2 separate regions of the Sus scrofa genome follow, and region 2 is linked to region 1. The links are chromatin contacts, called in public Hi-C maps. All regions are on one chromosome and are shown on one strand. Each heading gives the region's core, a stretch centred on a gene start, on an enhancer-like site or on the middle of the called end of the contact. The rest is flanking DNA. Distances are from core to core; before and after follow the strand shown.

Region 1 (5,291 bases), core at 2,173-4,672:
CTCACTTAGGAAATGAAAAAAATACATATTTTCAAATCAAAGTATATATATCTGTTGATTCCAGCCTAGTTATTTCAACTGAGACTTCCTTAGCTTAGGCCTTTTATTCAGGTGCCTCATTTCAGAGACAGAAGAACTGAGGCAGCAGCTGAGTAACTCAAGGTCACAGAGGCAGTTGGTGACAAAGTCAAGATCAGAAGTGATGACTGGAGTCCCTGTCATGGCTCAGCCAGTTAAGAATGTGACTATTATTCATGAGGATGTGGGTTCGATCCCTGGCCTCGCTCAGTGTAACATCCGGCACTGCCTTGAGCTGCAGTGTAGGCTGCCGATGCTGCTCAGATCCTGAGTTGCTGTGGCTGTGGTATAGACCGGCAGCTGCAGGTCCAATTTGACCCCTAGCCTGGGAACTTCCATATGCCAAAGGTGCAGCCCTAAAAAGAAAAAAGAAAAAAAGACGTGATAAGACTGAAACAGGAAGACAGCAAGAGCCAAGTGCCTGTACAGGGCCTCCAAAGCCAGGCTGTTTTCCCAGGACACCACCCAGAAAATAAGACAACAGCCAGGGATTACCTTAGTTTTGTGGTTCTCTGCATTCAGCCCCTCATATAGAGACTTGTTGAAAGATATTTCACCAAGGATCGCCAACTCAGTCACATCTCTTCGAAACTATAAGATGGGTTTAGAAAGAAAACGAAACATATTTTAGACACAGGAAAACTATTTTTGGATGGCACTCACCATCCTTCTTTTCAACGTGTTCCTTCTCCAGTATTCCTTCAGCTGATTAACTGCCTCAGGAACCACAAAGCTACCCAAGCAAGAAACCTACGGTTACACCTCAGCGTCTTCTCCCTTACCCTTTACTGCGTACTCCACCATGTGCCCCAAGTCAGTTCCTGACGATTCTCTTTTTTCAGGCTTTCTTGCACCTGTTCCTTTTTCTCCATCCTCATTGCTACTTTTTTGGTTCAGATCTCATCATTCTCACCTGGATCACTGCATGATGTTAAACTAGACTTTAGTCCCCACTTTTTTTTTTTTTTTTTTTTTGCCGTTCCTTGGGCTGCTCCCGCAGCATATGGAGGTTCCCAGGCTAGGGGTCGAATCGGAGCTGTAGCCACCGGCCTACGCCAGAGCCACAGCAACTCGGGATCCGAGCCGCGTCTGCGACCCACACCACAGCTCACGGTAATGCCAGATCCTTAACCCACTGAGCAAGGCCAGGAATCGAACCCACAACCTCATGGTTCCTAGTCAGATTCGTTAAACACTGTGCCACAACGGGAACTCCAGTCCCCACTTTTTTTTTTTTTGTCTTTCTTTTTGGCCACCCCATGGCAAATGGAGTTCCAAGGCCAGGGATCAGATCCAACCCACAGCTGTGACCTATACCACAGCTGAGGCAGGTCCAGATCCTTTAACCCACTGAGTGAGGCCAGGGATCAAACCCATGTCCTGGTGCTGCAGAGACGCCACCAATCCCATTGTGCCAAAGTGGGAACTCCTAGTTCCTACTTTGTTTTGTTTCATTTTCTTTTTTGTTTTGTAAGGGCTGCACCTGTGGCATATGGAAGTTCCCAGGCCAGGGGTCTGAGCTAGGGGTCTGGGCTAGGCTAGGAAGTTCCCAGGCTACATCACAGCCACAATGCCAGATCAGAGCTGTGTCTGCGACCTACACCACAGCTCACTGCAACTCCGGAGCCATAACCCATGGAGCAAGGCCAGGGATCGAAACTGTGTTCTCATGGATACTAGTCAGGTTCATTACTACTGACCCACAAAGGGAACTCCTCCTAATTCCTACTTTTGAATGAGTGATCTGAGAAGGCCTCTCTAAAAAAATAACCTGAGATAAATATAAGAAGAAACCACACACATTAAGATCTGGGAGAAGAGCAGTGCTGTGCAATAGGAACAGCAAGTAAAAAGGTCCTGTGGTCAGAACAATACTGGCAAGCTGGAGTAGAAACAGCAGGGAAGAGGTGAGTACTAGAAGGTGAAGTTGAAGAAGCAAGCAGAGACCAGATCATAGGATGCCTTGCAGGCCACTGAAAAAGCACAAATTTTAGTTTCAGTGTATTCAAATTTTTTTTATTTATTTATTTTTTTAAAGCAGATGACACGGAGTTCCATTTTGGCTCAGTGGTAATGAACCCGACTAGTATCCATGAGGACGAGGGTTCAATCCCTGGCCTTGCTCAGTGTTAAGGATCTGGCTTTGCCATGAGCTGTGGTGTAGGATGAAGACACAGCTCGGATCCTGCATTGCTGTGGCTGTGGCGTAGGCCTGCAGCTATAGCTCTGATTTGACCCCTAGCCTGGGAACTTCCATATGCCCTGGGTGCAGCCCTAAAAAAGCAAAAAATCCCAAAACACAAAACCCAAAAAACAAAACACCAGAAATGACTGGAACAACATTTCCTTTTAAGAGATAGCTGTTATGTGAAGACCGTATGTAGAGGGCGTCGCAAAAGCAGAGGCAAGAAGTGCAGAGAGAAGGTTACGCCAATAAACCCAAGCAAGAGGCAGTGGCCTGAGCTACAACAGCAGCAGTGGAGATGGGGAGAAGGAAGGGATGTAGAATATATTTGGGAGAAGTGGAGGGGATAGAAAGACAGAGTTTGCTGCTGGAACAGATTTGGGGATGAAGAAAGGGAAGAGTTGCATGTAATTCCTAGAAAACCTAGTAAGTAACCTGGGTAAGTTACCCTGTAAGTTACACCGAGTAAGTGGGTAAGGAACAGGTTAGGACAGCAGCAGGTGGTTCAAGAGACCTGTTTGGGACATGTTATATTTGGAAAGGCTATCCTTCCTAAGGAAGAATCCCATGAAACAGCAGGACAGTCAAATCTGAAGTACCTGCTCTGATTGACTTAAGGAGAGCTCTGCGGACACGGTTACATTTTCTTTATCCGAAGTGATGTCACAGCTCACTGAATGCCATTCTTCCACACGCTGGAAGAAGATGGATGTTAGCACAACCCCTCCACGGCTGAAAAAGCCAGGAATTTTAGCACTCGGCACACACAACACCTCAAGGGCCCAGAATAGAGAACGTGAGCAGTTTCTGCGCTCACTTGCCTCTAGCAAAGCCGCAACCCTGGCGAACGTGACCCGGTGAAGAGGCTAAGGAGCGCCCCCCGCCTGTGCTTTCAGGGGAAACCTCGGAAAAGTACTATCAGGGCGTCTCACGTCACCGGCTTCAGACCCTCCTCCCTCTCTGGGCCCCTGGGGACGGCTGCACTCACCTCAACCGGATTGCTGCCACAAGCGGGTTCCTGTTTCTGCGTGCACACAGTGTCGGCCTGAAACGAGAGCAGTGCCCGCAGCCCAATGAAAAAGACAAATCGCCATAGTTGGCCGCCCTATCCCACTTCCGGCGAGACCGTCGTGTTGCGCAGGCGCACGGTCGGGCGCTAGGACCCGGCGGGCCGGCCGGCCCGCGGGCGCGTCTGCGTCTCGAGGAAGTCTCGCGGTGTTTGCATTTGAACTGCCTGGCGGGTGCCGGCCATGGCGGCGTCACTCCCGCGACCCGGGAGTCAGCTCTTCCGAACGTATGGGGCTGCCCGCGGCGGGGGCCGCGGCGGCGGCCGGGCCAGGCAGCCGTGCAGTGGTTCCCGCCGCAAGACCGGAAGCGTTTCTTCAGCAGCAGCAGCAGCGACGCCAGCGGCGGCGGCCCCTCGCAGTCCGTCTCCTCCGACGATCCTGACGACCCCGACTTCCCCAGCAGCCCGGTGGGTCAGCGGCGGAAGCGCGCTGGCGGCCGACTGTCCAGGAACCGCCCGAGTCTGAACGCGACCCCGAGACGCCTGAGGCTGCGAGCGCGGTACCCTCAGAAGTGCAGCACCCCCTGCGACCCGCTCGGACCGCCGCCCTTCCCCAACCGCAACCCGGGCCGCCTGAGCCCGGACCTCAGCGTGTGCAGGCAGCCCAGGGACGGCGGCGAGCTGGGCACCAGTGCGTCCCTGTTTAGCTCTCCGGCCTCTCCCGGCCCCGGGTTCCCTGCGCCAGGAGACAGCATCGGTACCGACCCTCCTGCCTCTCTCCATGCAGCCTCTGAAGCTCCGAGCGGCTTCCACCTCCCAGGAACCTCCCTGGACCGGCCACCTCTCCCCTGCTCCCAGGAGGCGGCGACAGCAGGAAGCAGGCTCACCAGGTTGGCCCACCAAGCCCATGCCAGCCTCAGGTCAGCTCTCTTTAGCCTTTTGGACCCAGGAGATCTTGAGCATTCTGAGCTTGGGGCAGATGGGAAGAGTATGAGGGAATCCTGCTGTGAAAGGGAACTGGTGGGGAATAGGCTGGACAGTCCAGGTTTATCAAGCATGGGTAAGAAGAGGGCCACAGGCCAGGACTCTTGTCAAGAGCTCGGGTCTCAAGGAACTATCCAGGTAGAATACCAGGGGGCCCGCAGGTGCAAGGGCGGTATTATACCTGCGAAAATCAACCGGCCTGAAAGAAGTGGACCAAGCCGGAAAAGGAAGCATCAGGAGACAGCAGAAACCTCCCTCCTTCATCACCACCAGTTTAAAAAAGGCCAAAAGATGGAAGAAGATTCATTTGTCACCCAGGAGCTGACTCATTCACAGAACACCTGCTCTTGGACCAAATCCAGGGCTTCCTTCAGTTTCCACAAGAAGAAGATTGTTGTGACTGCTGTGTCGAACGTGTGTAGCAGCTACACCGTTGCCAGTTCCCTCTCTCAGTCCCTCATGTCAGAACATTCAAACCCTCCTGTCACGAACAGAACAAACAGTGCTCTGTCCCCTTGGCACTCCTCCTCCATGTATTTGCTCACCCCCTTAAAGTCACTACATGTCACAGACAAAAAGGCCTCTGATGCAGAAAAGGTTTATGGGGAATGCAGTCAGGAGGGCCCTGTCCCCTTCAGCTACTGCCTTTCCGAAGAAAAACTGGAATGCTGTGAGAAGATTGGGGAAGGGGTGTTCGGCGAAGTGTTTCAAACAATTGCTGACCACACACCAGTGGCCCTGAAAATCATTGCTATTGAGGGACCCGACTTAGTCAATGGAGTTCATCAGAAAACTTTCGAGGAAATCCTGCCGGAGATCATCATCTCCAAAGAGCTAAGCCTCTTGTCTGCTGAGGGATGTCATCGCACCAACGGCTTTATCGGGCTGAACTCGGTGCGCTGCGTTCAAGGATCTTACCCTCCCTTGCTCCTCCAAGCCTGGGATCGCTACAACTCAACGAAAGGGTCTGCAAACGACCGGCCTGACTTTTTTGAGGAAGACCAGCTCTTCATCGTGCTGGAATTTGAGTTTGGCGGG
Region 2 (5,769 bases), core at 753-3,252, 98 kb after region 1:
CCCTTATTAGGAGGAGGCCTGTCCCAGTGACTCCCAGGTAGCAATCAACCACTCTAACGAGAACTCTTCTCTAAATCAGAGCCTGTCCACAGCTTAAAGCAATTCCCTCTACTGAAGGCATCCATGTAGATGAAAATCTGAAGGCTTTCATGAAAAATACCCAAGATGAAGCAGTCTCTCATTACCCCAACCCAGACTGGACAAATTCACCATGTCAGGCCACCAGATGGAGCACACGGCTCCACCAAAATGCAGAAAGTCCAGACTCACCTGGACCTCCTGGGGGGAAAGAGAACAGTGCAAAGAAAACAGGATGGGATTTGGAAGCCTGGGGACTCAAACCACAGCGCTGATGTTCACTGATCACAGGACACTGAACAATTCCTTTGGCTTCTCTGGACCTAAGTTTCCTCTGTTGGTATCCGCCTACCTTTCTGACCTCTTTTACTGCTCTCCCACTAGAGCTACAGAACTTTGCGTTTCTCCAACAAAACAACCTTGTTCCCATCTCAGAGCCTTTGTGCTTCCTGCTGCCCCTTCTGGGAACACTCTCTTCCAAGCCTGCACATGACTGGCTCCTTTCTGTCACGTAGGGTTCAGCTTATTCGTCGCTATGCCAGAGGACTTTCCTGACTATCCTATGCCATTCTGCTTCCTGCTTCTGCCCTCTGCACTCTCCTATCCCATTAAAATGTTTTATTCTCTCCACAGCACTCACCAATATTGGTAATTACGAGTTTAGTTGTGTCCCCCAACTGGAGTGTCAATTCCAGGAGGGAGTTTGATCTTGATCTTGATCAAGCGCCTAGGACTATGCCTGGCACAAAGTGGAGGATGCAATAAGTACAGGTTGAACTGAATGAACAAGGGGATAACGTCTACTTCGCAGTCACAGTGATATTTAAACGATACAATGCAGTAAATGGTAAAATGCCACTATGTTAATTGTGGTTGCCGGAGTCAGCATTATCATTTGCTATCTTTAGTGCTCCTACCTCTACCTTTTCCCATAATCTCAGTTAAAAGCAAGACTTGAAAACATAAACAGTCCATGTCTGGTGAGAAATTAAGTACATGAGAAGAGCTCTGCAGGCCTGAGACCGACCCTAAGAACCAGACATAGGACTCTCAAACCACAACAAGCAAAACACCTCTCACATTCCCCATTGCGATAAAAGACGGACCACTGCTGGTTTACGATGTTTTGGTTTAATTAAGGGTCAGATGCGGTGGAGCAAGATGACCCTCAAATCACAATAGGGACACTGAGTTTCTGCAGCTGACAAGTTCAGCCCTCCAAGGAAAACCGCGAGTGCTGTGTTTAACAGACATCAGCTCCACCGGTGCAGGACCCACAGGGAGGCGGGATGCCGGCGCCTCCCCCCGCCCGACAGTTCCTTCTGGGCCGCTCCGGGTTCTGTTCCCGCCCGAGGCTGCCCCTTTATCTCAAGCCGCCAAACAATCCTAACCCCTCCTCGCCCACCCTCTTGCAAAGACTGGCTCAGAGTGGCAGCAAAGAGGGTGTCCTCAACTACCCCCCAGCTCAACCCCACCTCCTCCAGCCCCCTCAATACCCATTTCCGGGCGCTCAGGCGTCCTTTCTTTTGCTCCCGGTCCCAGCCCCCGTCCCCCAAGGGCTCGTCCCCCTCTCCCATTCCTCTGAATGCCCCCGTCCCTGGCCCCAGCCCCCGCCGCCTCCCTTTCCGGCCTGCTCCGGCGCGGGACACTCGCTCGGCGACCTCCTCCTCGCCCCCGCCCCCCCGCCCATACCGGGATCAGTTCCTTCAGCGAGCGCCGCACCGGCACGATCTCCAGCTCGCCCTCCTCCACCTCCATGGGCTCCGGCTCGCCGCGGTCCAAACCGGACTCCGCTTCAGGCGACAGGGGCCCCAAGGCCGGTCCCGCCGGGGCCTCTGCCTTCACCGACACTCGCAGGCCCCGAACGGCCGCCATCGCCGCCCGCCGGCCGCACCACTGAGCGCCCTCCCCGCACACCACCGGCTAGAGCGCCGCTGCCACTAGCCACAGAGCAACGGCCTCCGCTACCTAGAGCGTCGCCTGCTGCAGCTAAAGGGCCCTGTTTAGCCACGACGCCCCCTAGTGGCGGGAGGTACCTGAGGGCCAGCTGAAGCGGGATCTGGTGGAAAAGAGGGCGGGACCGAGTGGGAACAAGGGCAGGGCCTACTGGAGGGGGCGGGGCCTGGAGCCTTTCGCTGCAGTCTGGCCTTAGAAAATAGCTACACACCTTGGGCAGTATACCTGTAATAATTGCACCAAGCAATCATTACCTGCCAATGACTGTTCCAAGCGCCCGAATCCTTACACATACCCTTTGAAGTATTACTACTACAAACGGAGGCATTTAAATTTAACCAAGATTGATGTTCCCACTGTGCCTCAGTGGGTTAAAGGATCGGGCCTTGCCACAGCTGCGGCATAGGTCACAGCTGAGGCTGGGAATGAATCCCTGGCCCCGGAACTTCCATATGCTGTGGGTGCAGCCATAAAATTAGAGTTCCCATCGTGGCTCAGTGATTAACACACCTGACTAGTATCCATGAGGACTAGGGTTCAGTCCCTGGCCCTGCTCAGTGGGTTAAGGATCCAGTGTTGCTTTAAGCTGTGGTGTAGGTGACAGAAGCGGTTTGGATCCCGCGTTGCTGTGGCTGAGGTGTAGGCTGGCAGCTGCAGCTCTGATTCAACCCCTAGCCTGGGAACCTCCATATGTGTCAGGTGCAGCGCTGAAAAGACAAAACACACACATACACAAAAGAAAGAAAGAAAGAGGAGTTCCCGTCGTGGCGCAGTAGTTAACGAATTCCACTAGGAACCATGAGGTTGCGGGTTCAGTCCCTGGCCTTGCTCAGTGGGTTAGGGATCTGGCGTTGCCGTGAGCTGTGGTGTAGGTTGCAGACGCGGCTCAGATCCTACGTTGCTGTGGCTCTGGCATAGGCCGGTGGCTACAGCTCTGATTGGATCCCCAGCCTGGGAACCTCCACATGCCATGGGAGCAGCCCTAGAAAAGGCAAGAAGACAAAAAAAAAAAAAAAAGAAAGAAAGAAAGAGAAAGGCAGGAAGGAAGAGGGGTGAAGAAAGAAAAAGGAGAGAGAGAAGAGAGAGGCAAGAGAGGGAGGGAAAGAGGGAGAGAGAGAGGAATGAAGGAAGAAAATAAAAATTTACTCAAGGTGACAGGGTATTTAAGGGATAAACTTGGATGTGAGTCTAAACAGTCTGCCTCCAGACCCCAGAGTCAGCCTTGGTCTATCACATTTGCGCAAGTCTGTAGGTATACAACGCATTTTCCTTGACATCTTTTATCTCTTCCAGGTCTTCCAATGATTGGCCCATTTTATACACCACAAAACTGAGACTCCAAGAGCTCTGAGCATGGAGGAACAAACAGTTAAAAACCAAGGAAGAGCATGACCAGCATCGGACACACCTGATGGAAGTCAGGTGCAGTTCTAAGTTGGGCACACACAAGCACGCCCAGACCCCCAGTTCATGTCTATTCTTGGAACATGGGCAGGTCAGTAGTGAAGTAAAGTGCCTACAATTAAAGAAAATGTTAAGTTTCCTGGTGGCCAAGCAGTTAAGGATCCAGCATTGTCACTGCTGTGGCTTGGATCACTGCTGTGTTATGGGGCTCAATGGGAAAATAAAGTGAAATGTGGGCTTTAATTAACAATAATGCATCAATATTATCTCATGGATTGTGACAAATGTACCACACTAAGGCAAGATGTTATTAACAGAGGAAACTGGGGGGTGGGAGAAGGGAGTGAGTGGGTCTATGGGAACTCTGTACTTTCTACTAAATTTTTTTATCAACTTGAAAGGGTCCCTCCAAATCTATTTGTTAAAACCAAAAAAAAAAAAAAAAAAAAAAAAAGACACCAGAATACGTACATCCCAGACCAATTAAATCAGAATCTCTAATGGTGGCTGATTTTTTTTAAAAGCTCCCTTGGATGGAGTTCCTTTGTGGTGCAAGGGGTAAGGATTTGGCATTGTCACTGCAGTGGCTTGGGTTGCTGCTATGGCATGGGTTCATTCTTGGCCCTGGGAGATTCTAGCATGAATCATGTGGTTAGGCCTGGAAGTGCAACCTTCATCTGATTTTCCCACCTACCCTTCTCAGTGTCCCCTTGTTAGGGTTCTGGGTTTTCCTGGCAGCTGACCTGGGAAGACCTGGGTGGGGTGGGTGTGCAGGAGACCTGGGCTCTAACCCTGGATCTTCCCTAACTCACTATAAGACTTTGAGCGAGGAGTTCCTGTCGTGGCTCAGTGGTTAATGAATCTGACTAGCATCCATGAGGATTCGGGTGCGATCCCTGGCCTCGTTCAGTGGGTTAAGGATCCTGCATTGCGGTGACCTGTGGTATACGTTGCAGAGGCAGCCTAGATCCTTTGTTGCTGTTCCTATGGGGTAGGTCAGCAACTACAGCTCCAATTCAACCCCTAGCCTGGGCACCTCCATGTGCCGTGGGGTGCAACCCTAAAAAGCAAAAAAAAAAAAAAAAAAAAAGGCTTTGAGTGAGTCACTGGTCCCTGGGCCTCAGTTTCCCCACCTTAGTGTGCCACCCAGAGTGGTTGTCCTCATGGGGAAAAGACATCACAGTCTTTTTCAAAGCTCTTCGCGTGACGACTTGGACTATCAGACCCAGGCCCAGGATTTGAGGGCCAACACCTGGGATGAATCAGCCTGGGGGTTTTTCTGAGTATAGACTAGGTCTTGGAGAGTGGATTGACAGGCAGGGGTAGGGGAAGGCCTGGAGGAGTGAGTATGAAGAGCCGTGAGGGGCAAGAAGTGGCTCCAGAGTGGGTGGGTGGGGCGAGGGTCAGGACAGCATCCAGAGAGGCCAGTGGGGCTGATGGCAATGAGCACTGGAAGGGTTCGGGGGGGGGGCGTGGTCAGGAGGGTGCATCACTACACATCACTCTGGCAGGTGGTGCTTTGCTTTTTTTGGCCATGCCTGTGGCATCTGAAAGTTCCCAGAGCAGGGATTGAACCCACACCACAGTAGCAAGCTGGCAGGCTATAAGAGAACGGACTGGAGTGCTGAGGATGAAGGCTGGAGACCAGTGAGGAAGTGAGAGATGGTGAGTCCAAAAGTGAGGGACAGCAGTGGTGGCAAGTGAGTGGCTTATTGGTCTTGGCATTTGGGGAACGTCTGCCTGGCCCCTGGCACCCTTCCTGCAGAGAGCTTGGTGCAGCCCTCATGGGGGCTTCACAGGATGACCAGGGAACATGCAGAAGCAGCTCCCCACTTCTCAGATAGAAAAGCTGATCAGATAGAAAAGCAGTCTCTGGCTTGATTTCTTTCTGGTTGGTCTCTGATTTCACCCAATGAGAGCTCCACAAATAAGCAAAGAGCAATCACGTAGGACTGAGCCCATGACCTTCAAGGCTGGCTGCAGACAGCCCCAGAGGCAGAATTCTCTTTGTTTTTTTAAGGGTCTCAACTTGCTTAGTACATACTCTGTACCAAGCACTGTGTCGGATGCTCAGGGACCTGATAATCTGCATTGTACCGGTAAGAAGTTGAGACTCCTCTGATGACTTGCGAAGGGCACACAGCTATTAGACGGCAAAGCTTGGATTCACACTCCAGGCTGGCTGACCTCAGTGATAACTGTTCTCATCGTGGCCATGCCGGACCCTCCTTTGAGCATGGATGGCAGGTCCTCGCGCCCAAAGCTAAGGGGACACTGGGGAGACCCAGGCAGTGTCACAGGGACTCCTGTGAGGCTCCACTTGAGACTTCT

The links. A called contact is a pair of places that touch in the nucleus more often than the background predicts.
Region 2: a Hi-C map of liver shows a contact between it and region 1, with 3 times the contacts expected there. The contact joins the promoter of NCBP3 here to the promoter of GSG2 in region 1. A contact is called at or near these places in 1 of 5 promoter capture datasets (liver), 15 of 47 Hi-C or Micro-C datasets (alveolar macrophages, blood, brain and 6 more) and 1 of 2 datasets of contacts at active chromatin or transcription factors (alveolar macrophages).

What each region holds. Positions count from the first base shown.
Region 1 is chr12:49,817,013-49,822,303 of Sscrofa11.1, forward strand. It overlaps GSG2 (serine/threonine-protein kinase haspin), which reads left to right and starts at 3,423. Exons shown (of 2, transcript XM_021067684.1): 1 at 3,423-3,576; 2 at 3,579-5,291. The coding sequence starts at 3,514. ITGAE (integrin alpha-E) reads right to left here. Exons shown (of 32, transcript XM_021067683.1): 28 at 3,252-3,308; 29 at 2,863-2,958; 30 at 574-669.
Region 2 is chr12:49,916,757-49,922,525 of Sscrofa11.1, forward strand. It overlaps NCBP3 (nuclear cap-binding protein subunit 3), which reads right to left and starts at 2,003. Exons shown (of 13, transcript XM_003131866.6): 1 at 1,771-2,003. The coding sequence starts at 1,953.